Linked DNA regions of Anser cygnoides: region 2 is linked to region 1. A link is a contact called in public Hi-C data. All regions are on one chromosome and are shown on one strand. The core of a region is the stretch at or near the end of the contact, and the rest is flanking DNA. Distances in the headings are between cores, read along the strand shown. Region 1 holds the start of ALG13 (ALG13 UDP-N-acetylglucosaminyltransferase subunit). Region 2 holds the start of AMOT (angiomotin).

Region 1 (4,188 bases), core at 717-3,216:
TTATGTCCCATAGGGAGCTGACATGCATTTGTTCAAGGGAGTGTTTTTCATCAGTCTTCTTAAGATAGTAATAAGACCAGCCTGAAATAGAAAGATGTGTGCTTAGAGAAAAGGCAATATGGAGTAGGGAAAACCTACCTGTATTCAATGATGACCTTTCAAAAGGTCAAGTAAAGGAGGGTAGGAGGGAAAAAAAATTCAATGGCTTCAAATGTGAGTGAAGATTTTTAAATGACTTAATTCTCTACACATTAATATAATCACCTTCACAGGATTCTTTAGAGGAGATAAATTGCTAAACACTGCCTTGCAGGTGGATAAACAGAAAAGATCACCTCCCAAAGGTGTTACTATTGGTAAGTGGCAAAGTGAGAAAAAGAAACCAGGAGTATACAGCTCCTAGCCCTGATTTCAATCTTGCTTCTATTTTTTTCCCTGAGTTGCAATCAGGACATAATATACATTTTCAGCTCCCCTGACAGATTTGTCTGTGATTTTTGGGGGGCAGTGCACATAGCCAAAATTATTAAAGGTCTGCTCTATTAAAGCAGAACATAAATTGCAGCATTCAAACCACATGTGCTTCTTTTTCCTTGTTTCCCATCTTGCCCAGTCACTGTGGTATCAGTGGAAGGGTCTCCACATGGCAAAAATTACCCAAGCTCACTCACTGAGATGTGTGCAATTTGTTCCTGCCTTCAGTCATTTGAAGGTAGGCTTGCATGCCATGCATTTGATCTGTGATATGACTATATGATATGACCCTGCTTAACAGGCTGAGGTGACCAGTTCAGCAAAAACCTACTGAACTGCTCACCTCAGACAGGTAAAATGTCAGTGAAAACTAGTGATAGAAACTTTGTTGTTTTTGTTTGTTTGCTTCTGAGTCTGTAGTTTCCTGTTTTCCTTGTGTCTGTTCGTCTGTCTGTCCTAAATACCTCATGTTTTCTTCATTAATAGCAAGCTCAGAAATGGTTCCCCTGAGAGCATTTTGTTGTGTTTTCTTTCCTGGGACTTCACGCTGTTTTTTTCACCAGTGTCTGACACCCAGGACTCCCCATGGTGCCTCAGCTCTCCAGCTGGGAAGGCAGCCTGTCACTGCAGTGTGTGCTGTCAGGTTCCAGACCTCACTTACACCAGCCACTGTGCAGCAATATTTGCGTTAGTGTGGTTGTTCTAGAAATGCTTTCTTAGCAGGCAACTTTGAGAATCAAACTATCAAACTTCTTTTCTTCCAAAGCAGTAGCAAACTTACTAAGGGAGCTAAGAAAGCACAAACCGTCAATAGCAGGTACAGTTCAAATTCCAGAAGCTGTACAGCTGCATTAACCAAGCTTCCTGGGTTAATTAGTTTTTGTGAGGAAAAGCCATTTAAGAAAAGGCCATTTTGGTATTTTCTCAAATACATATATGTATGTGTGTGTGTATAATCACACCTTTTTATGAACTAAATGGCTCTTTAAATCTAGCTCCTTCTGGTGATTTGTTTTCCATTGTAAGAGACACTTTCCTTCTTACCACAGAGGGAAATCTGGGAAGGAAACTGACTGAAACAGTAGCAAGAGAAAAGGGACAGTAGCAAAGTACAAAGGCAGCTGTCCTTGAAACAAGGCAGTGTTGTGGGAAAGCTGGATAAACCTCGGTAATCCTAGTTCACATCAGTTACAGCCTTTAAAGAAAAGGTAGCTGTGGTTGTGGCACGGGAACGGCAGCTTGTGAGCACACCCAACACCAGTCAGGATGTGACAGTGAATGAACCAGTCAGTTACAGTGTCTCGGCCCCGCTATCGCTAAAACAACACATGGAGGGAAAAAAAACTTACAGAACTGAATCCTTTTTAAAAACTTAGATTTTTTTTCTCCTTTGTAAGTCGCACCTACCCGTGCCCTTCACTCCTCTGGAAGCGAATGGGGCGCGGGCGGGCCGAGCGGCGCGGAGCCGCCCCTCAGGCCGGCGGCCATTTTAGGAGCGCCGCGGCAGGCTCTGCAGCGCTCTCTGGCGGCCTCCTGCCCGCCGCTAAGGTCCCGCTGAGGTCCCCCGCGGGTGGCCATGAAGTCCGTCTTCGTCACCGTGGGCACCACCAGCTTCGACGAGCTGATCGCAGCCGTCTCCTCCCCGCCGGCCGTGCGGGTGAGGCGGGGGAAAGCCCGGGTGGGCGGCAAGGGCCTGTCCCCTCACGGCCGGCCTGCAGCGCCTCAGCGCGGCGCGCGCACTGCGGGCCCGCCCGCCAGTACTGACTGGGTGGGGAGGGGGCGGCATCCCCGTGCCCGACTGGGAGCAACTGGGAGCCACTGGGGGCCCTGGTGTGCGACCTGAGGCCTCCCGGCCGTCCCCCTGCAGGCGCTGCGGAGCCGCGGCTGCGAGCAGCTGGTGCTGCAGATCGGGCGGGGAGCGCTGGAGCCGGCCCCGCGGCGCGCCCCGGCCTTCGCGCTGGACGTGTTCCGCTTCAAGGAGTCGCTGGCCGAGGACCTGCGGAGGGCCGACCTGGTCATAAGCCACGCAGGTAGACCTGCAAGCCCTCGGTCTGCCGGGCTTGTTCTCTCGGGGGAGGAAGGCGGTGTGTGAGTGATGTGTGCCTGTCTCCCTGAGGTGCTGGTCTGAGCTGGTGTGGGATGTTAAGGTCCCCAGCTAGAGCTGTGCGGGTAAAACGTTCACGTTCAGGAGTGTCTTGTGTTTTAGGAGCGGGTAGGATAATATTTCATCGGTGAGAATGCTCGTAGTGTTTTCTGCTTCTCCTGTAGGTGCAGGTAGCTGTTTGGAGACTCTAGAAGAAGGAAAACCACTCCTGGTGGTAATAAATGAAAAGCTGATGGACAACCATCAGCTTGAGCTGGCAAAGCAGCTTCACAGAGATGGACACGTCCTCTACTGTAACTGCAGGTATGGAGCCATTGCAGCTGTCCAGACTGAACAAGCAGTGCTCAACACCATAACACTGTTATTACAGTATTGAGACTGTAACATGAAAACTTGCATCCTTTTCTGTAACAAAATCACATACACTAAGTACCACGCTAAGTTTCTTCACTGGGCAATGAGGACTGGGCAGAGATCTTGGAGAGCTGCTCTTCCATTTATCTTCAGGGTAGATTTTCCATAGTGGACAGGTTAATGTTTGGTGGCTTATCTACCAAACTTCTCAAATTTTTTGAGAATTTTGTTGAGTCTTTTTAATTTGTTTTGAGAGCACATGTTTTCAGATTGGACAAAGAGCAGTTTAAACCAAATAGAAGTGGTTGAATTTGGAAGTGTCAGGTCCACCCTAGAAGAACTTAATAACTTGTTTTCTCTGCCTTTTCTTATCTGTTGTTTAATTACTTTTAAAAGTTTAGAAATACTACAAACTAGGCCATCAGTTCAAAACCATAAGCCATATGAAGTAACTTGCTCCCTACGGACTTAGTGCTCCATTTCATTGTTCACCATGTAGACTTTCCTTGTCTGAAAGCTGACTGCATAGATGCACTGACATAAGAAAAATGTAAATATCTGGGGTCTTTAGGGGGGAAAACAAAAACATAAGTGTCATTGCTGATAAGGATGAGGAGACCATGTAGTTTTAATATCCTGTCTGCATTAATCACATGCAGGTCAAGAACGTGGTACTTCCTTATATTACATTCCCTCTAACACTGTTAAGTACTTTGATTTGGGGAGGACCTGAATCATAAAATCATTCAGGTTGGAAAAGTCCTCTAAGCTCATCAAGTCCAACATTAACATAGAACTGTAAAGCCTACCACTAAACTATATCCCTAAAATGCTGTAGATGCTAAGATGCTGTATGGTTAGTAACTCTAAATGCATCTGTATTCCAAGTACTTACTTGGGTTATCCTTTTAACCCAACTTTCTGAATCCATTACATCCTTTGACATGGAGTTTCACAGACCTACTGTCTGTCACTTCAGGAAAAAAAAATACAGCTCCTTTTGTTTTTATTTATCCTGGCTCCTATTAGTTTCATTTGCTATCCTTGTTTTGACTATATCTTGCTGTTTTCTCTTTTTTTATGGTTACTTATGATTCATTGTGCTCTCTAAATAACAGATGACCTGAAGATTAACTGAAGGCAGAGGAAATGCAACTCACACTATTTAGCCTGTATGTTGTTCCTTTGCCATGCAAATAGGATTTTGCATGTTTCAGGAGAGCCTTCTGAAAAGAATAGGCCTGACATACATTTAT
Region 2 (4,188 bases), core at 786-3,285, 230 kb after region 1:
TCTATTTAGGTCACATATGAACTTGACCCAGGACACAACCTTCTTTGTATCTTCTGGAATCCAGTTTGAGCAACAGTTCTAATTTGCAATAACTAGTTCTCTTCTGCTAAAAAACTGAACTAGTTCCGTGCCTACCTTTGCTCAGTTCCGACTGTAGGTTTTGATAACCCTCCAAACACCAGACCTTTATTCAAATGACCAGATAAGGGGCTTCTATAGGAGAACACTCTCAAGAATGCCTTTTGTCACAACCACCCTGGCCCTCTCCCTCTCTGGGGTCCTGCACAGGCACCTGGAAGTACCTGCTGCGGGGGCAGTGAGGTCAGGAGAGTGAGGAGTCACAGGTTAATGAGATACTGTTCTGATTAGGGAGGTTAGGTTACAAGGCCATGCCTTTGAAGGCTGGCTACTTCAGTGCAGCACTCTGGTTTATGACTGGGGATTTATTTTAATTAGATTATACTCTTAATTATTTATGACCTATATTATCTGTAGAAGCTGCTGAAAAGTTAAGAATATCGGCCTTAATGAGGATAATTGGAATAATTATATTCTTACTTCTTTTGTAAAGCACCTTGAGCCTTACTGATTAGAAGTGCTAGGACAGGATTAGCAGCTTAATGAAAAATTATTATTAAAAAGTGGAATAAAGATGAGGAGTGAATTAAAATGGAATTTGTTATTTTCTATCGCATTAGGGCTGAACTGAGGATCATTTATTAGAGGTGACACGCAGAAACTTTTAACCTGAATATCGAATGGGGATCTTCTTGATGCTTTGCACAATGGAGGATTCCAGGCAAGGAACCTGCACCCAAATATTGTGAAAAGTGAGAACAACCCCCCCAGGAGCCTGTTCCATGGAAATGCTGGGGCATCCTACCATATGCTGGTGGTTCAGTTGATTTGGGGCTATTTACAGCACCAAGCAAAAGCAGTGGATGTTTAAGGTCACCCACCAGGTTCCTGTGGGACTAAAGATTCAGCCTTCCAGCCCTTACCTTTATCAAAAAGATATCCTGGTATTGAGACAGATGGAACTGTGGTTCTGCCTCAACCATATGTTAAGTCTGATGGTGGATATTTATTTATAGACCTACCTGAATCAGTCTGCTAACAAAAGGCACAATCTTTGCACCTGAGGGCAGACTGTGAAGCGGCAGCAGGGACAGCTAAACCCAGACCCGAAGGGGCTAAGTGGGACCCCATTCTGTAAAGGGCAAGGACACAAAAGCAGAGCTTTTCAGCACTTGTGAGATTATCACCCACATGCTGACGCCTTCTCCTCTCAGAGATGGAAGCGGGAGGACTTGGAGTCACCTCCACTTGATTCGGGGTTTGGGCTGCTGCAGGTGCTGGGGGCGAGCAGGGTCGGGAGGCACCAGGCAGGCCAGGGACCCCTTCTGCAGGACTATGGGCAGCAGAACATCCCCTGGACTTGAAAATGGACCTGGGAAGGGTCAGGACAGCTCCACTCTCTCCTCTGCACGGACTCAGCCAGGTCCCCGCAACGGATACCCACAGCAAACCCTCGCAGCCCTCTCCCCTCCCACGAGAGGACTTTTCCCTCTCTGGGAGGGCAGCGGGGAGCCAGGGGGGCCAGCTGGGGTATGCGTACGAGGCCGGCGTTTCCCTCAGGCTGGGCGAGCGGTCGGGGGGCTCCAAGGAAAGGGCCGGGGCCGCGTCCCCCCACTCTCCGCTGCACCTGCCTCCGAGCCCGGCAGCCCGGCTGGCAGGGCCCTACCCGGGGCACCACGAAGCCGCCTTCCCCTCCCGGAGCCGGCCTCACAGCGGCGGCCAGAGCCTCCCCTTCTCCTCCCCTCCCGCTTCTTACCCGGCGGGCGCCTGCCCCGGCGGCCGCCCGTTCATCCATCGTGCCGCTGCCCCCGCCGAGGCGACAAAGCCGGCATGGCAACGAGAGGCGCCGCGGAGCTCGGGGAGGCGCCTTCGGTTATTAACTTTCACCAGGCGGCCCCGACTACGGCACCCGGCATCCTTCGTTGGGCCGGGCGCTGTGGAGACTGCCGGGAGGCGTAGTCCGCCCTCCTCTTCCTCCTCCTCACGGCCAGCTCCGCCTCGCCCGGCCGAGGGGAGGCGGCTAAGGGCGGGACGGAGCCGCCCTGTCAGGCTCTGTTGGGTCCCACCGCAGCTCCTCGCCAGCAGGCAACTGAGGGGTTAAAAGTGTTTAAGTCGTTTTCAGAAACACTCTCCAGGCTGTGAGATACGCAGCAGAGCCCGGTGTCCAAAAATAAAATAAAAAGACGGAGGTGGTTTTACCGCCGAGGGAGCGGGATGCGCCCCACGGGGTGGCTTGCCTCACAAAATGGCTGCTGCCCACCCGAGGACCCCTCTGTGGAAAGGCAGCGCTGGAGCGCAAAGTTTTGATGTTTCTGATGTACAAAGGTACATTTGCCACGCAGCTGGCCTCCTGGCTGGCCAGATCTGCAATTATTAAAGATATTTTGCCCTGCCTCTGGCACACCAGGGCTGATGGCTCTGCCTGTGGCCTTGAGTCACCAGTGCTACCTGTGACTGCAATTTTCAGTACTGAGTAACTTGAAAAACTGCCATCAATTACGCTTTTTACTATGCGGAAACACTTTCTCTACCTCGTGCCGTTTACAGTAGACTGTAATTTATACAGGGAGACACTCCTAAAAAAGCCCATATATTTCTGCCTAAGAGAAGCTTATTTTAATTTCCTGACTGCAAATTTAGTCTTTCGCATCAACATTTTTTTAATGATCTCAGCTATGAGGACCTAAGTTCTTCGTATTTTTCTTTCTTCATCTCACTTGGTTATCAGCCCATTGCTGAATGGGCTAAATCTGCTATCTGCACATTGCAAGCTTTCTGCAACTGCTTCATCTTTTAACCTCTCTTCCACATTTCTAACTAGCATCATTGCCCCCAAACCGCTCTCAACAAAAGGCGCCCAAAGGCAGAACTGTTGAAGATGTGTGTCTAGAATTATCTCCAAACATACACAAAAATAATCTAGAAAGAACAGTGTGCTCTAGATGCCTCAAAAAATTATCGCTTCAGTAGCGGTTACTAAAACAAAAACTTAATAGGTAAAGCTTAAATAACTGGAAATTGTCTATAATCAACTGCTGGTCATCAAGTATACAGCTCCTGCAGTCTACACTTCATCCCCTTCACTTTAAAACCCTTAAAACCAAGCATCTGTCAGGGTGAGCACACAGACCTGAAAGTTGTAATAGTTAAAATAAACACACAAAAACACCACCACCACCCCCAACGTTTTAAAGATGGAATAGCAAGCATCCAAAGTCAGGTGCAAAAATGTTTTTAAGTGCAGACATCTGTGTTCATGGAGCCTTGTGACTCCTTGCTATATTTGATTACACACAGCTTTGTTTTGTTGCTTGTGATGAAGGGGAGGGAGGGAAAAAAAAAGTGAGGTAGTGGCCACACACCGACCTTTCACTGTAAACACCAAGAAAGGAACTATGGAGGGAAAGTCTTGTTTTTGCTCCATGGGAATCCAGCAACACGGGTGTAAGAGTGACACTAAAATGGGCTGTGCTGTTATGAGGCCTTGTTTGCCAGAGCCAGACAAGAATGGTCTGTTATAAAACATGGTGGAATGTTTGTTTTTGTAGTACTGGATTTCCAAAATCCATAGTCTTTTTGTGGCCGACAAGCTCACTCTTTTCTTTGCCTCGTTACTGCAGCTGTCGGAGGTCTGCACCCCTGCCTGGAAAACATGAGTAACAGCTAGAAAGCAATCCTAGCAAAAATCTGCATCATTCATGCGTAATCAGACAATGCTTGGGAGAGTTACAAAGGAAGGGAGGAGGAGAAAACCACAGTGCTGCAGACATTTGCATTATTTCTAGTTTCTTTGCAAGAGTCACTTTTAGGTTTAAAATGCATGAAGTATAAGTTTCATATGCAACTTTATGTGCACTTTAACTTTATTGGGTTTTAATTCACATCCCACTGAGACCCAGCAAAATTTGGCAGATAGGCCGTGTCTGTTTCCAGCACATACCTTCATTTTGTCTTGGTAATACTGTGTATGTATATATGTACCAATTAAGTGAAAAGCATACTCTTGTGTTGTGGCTTGCTGCTTACCTCAAAGACTCTCTCCCTGGTTCATCCCAGCTGTTTTATTCAACTCGGACCATGCAAAACACCCCAGATGGCACCCTGACAAAG

The links. Hi-C and Micro-C count contacts between places; a contact is called where the count stands out from the background.
Region 2: a contact with region 1 is called in a Hi-C map of granulosa cells, with 2.5 times the contacts expected there. The contact joins the promoter of AMOT here to the promoter of ALG13 in region 1. A contact is called at or near these places in 3 of 7 Hi-C or Micro-C datasets (granulosa cells and liver).

Annotation. Positions count from the first base shown.
Region 1 is chr13:4,085,309-4,089,496 of Taihu_goose_T2T_genome, forward strand. It overlaps ALG13 (ALG13 UDP-N-acetylglucosaminyltransferase subunit), which reads left to right and starts at 1,967. Exons shown (of 28, transcript XM_067005191.1): 1 at 1,967-2,131; 2 at 2,342-2,504; 3 at 2,743-2,881. The coding sequence starts at 2,051.
Region 2 is chr13:4,319,942-4,324,129 of Taihu_goose_T2T_genome, forward strand. It overlaps AMOT (angiomotin), which reads right to left and starts at 2,036. Exons shown (of 13, transcript XM_048070648.2): 1 at 1,835-2,036.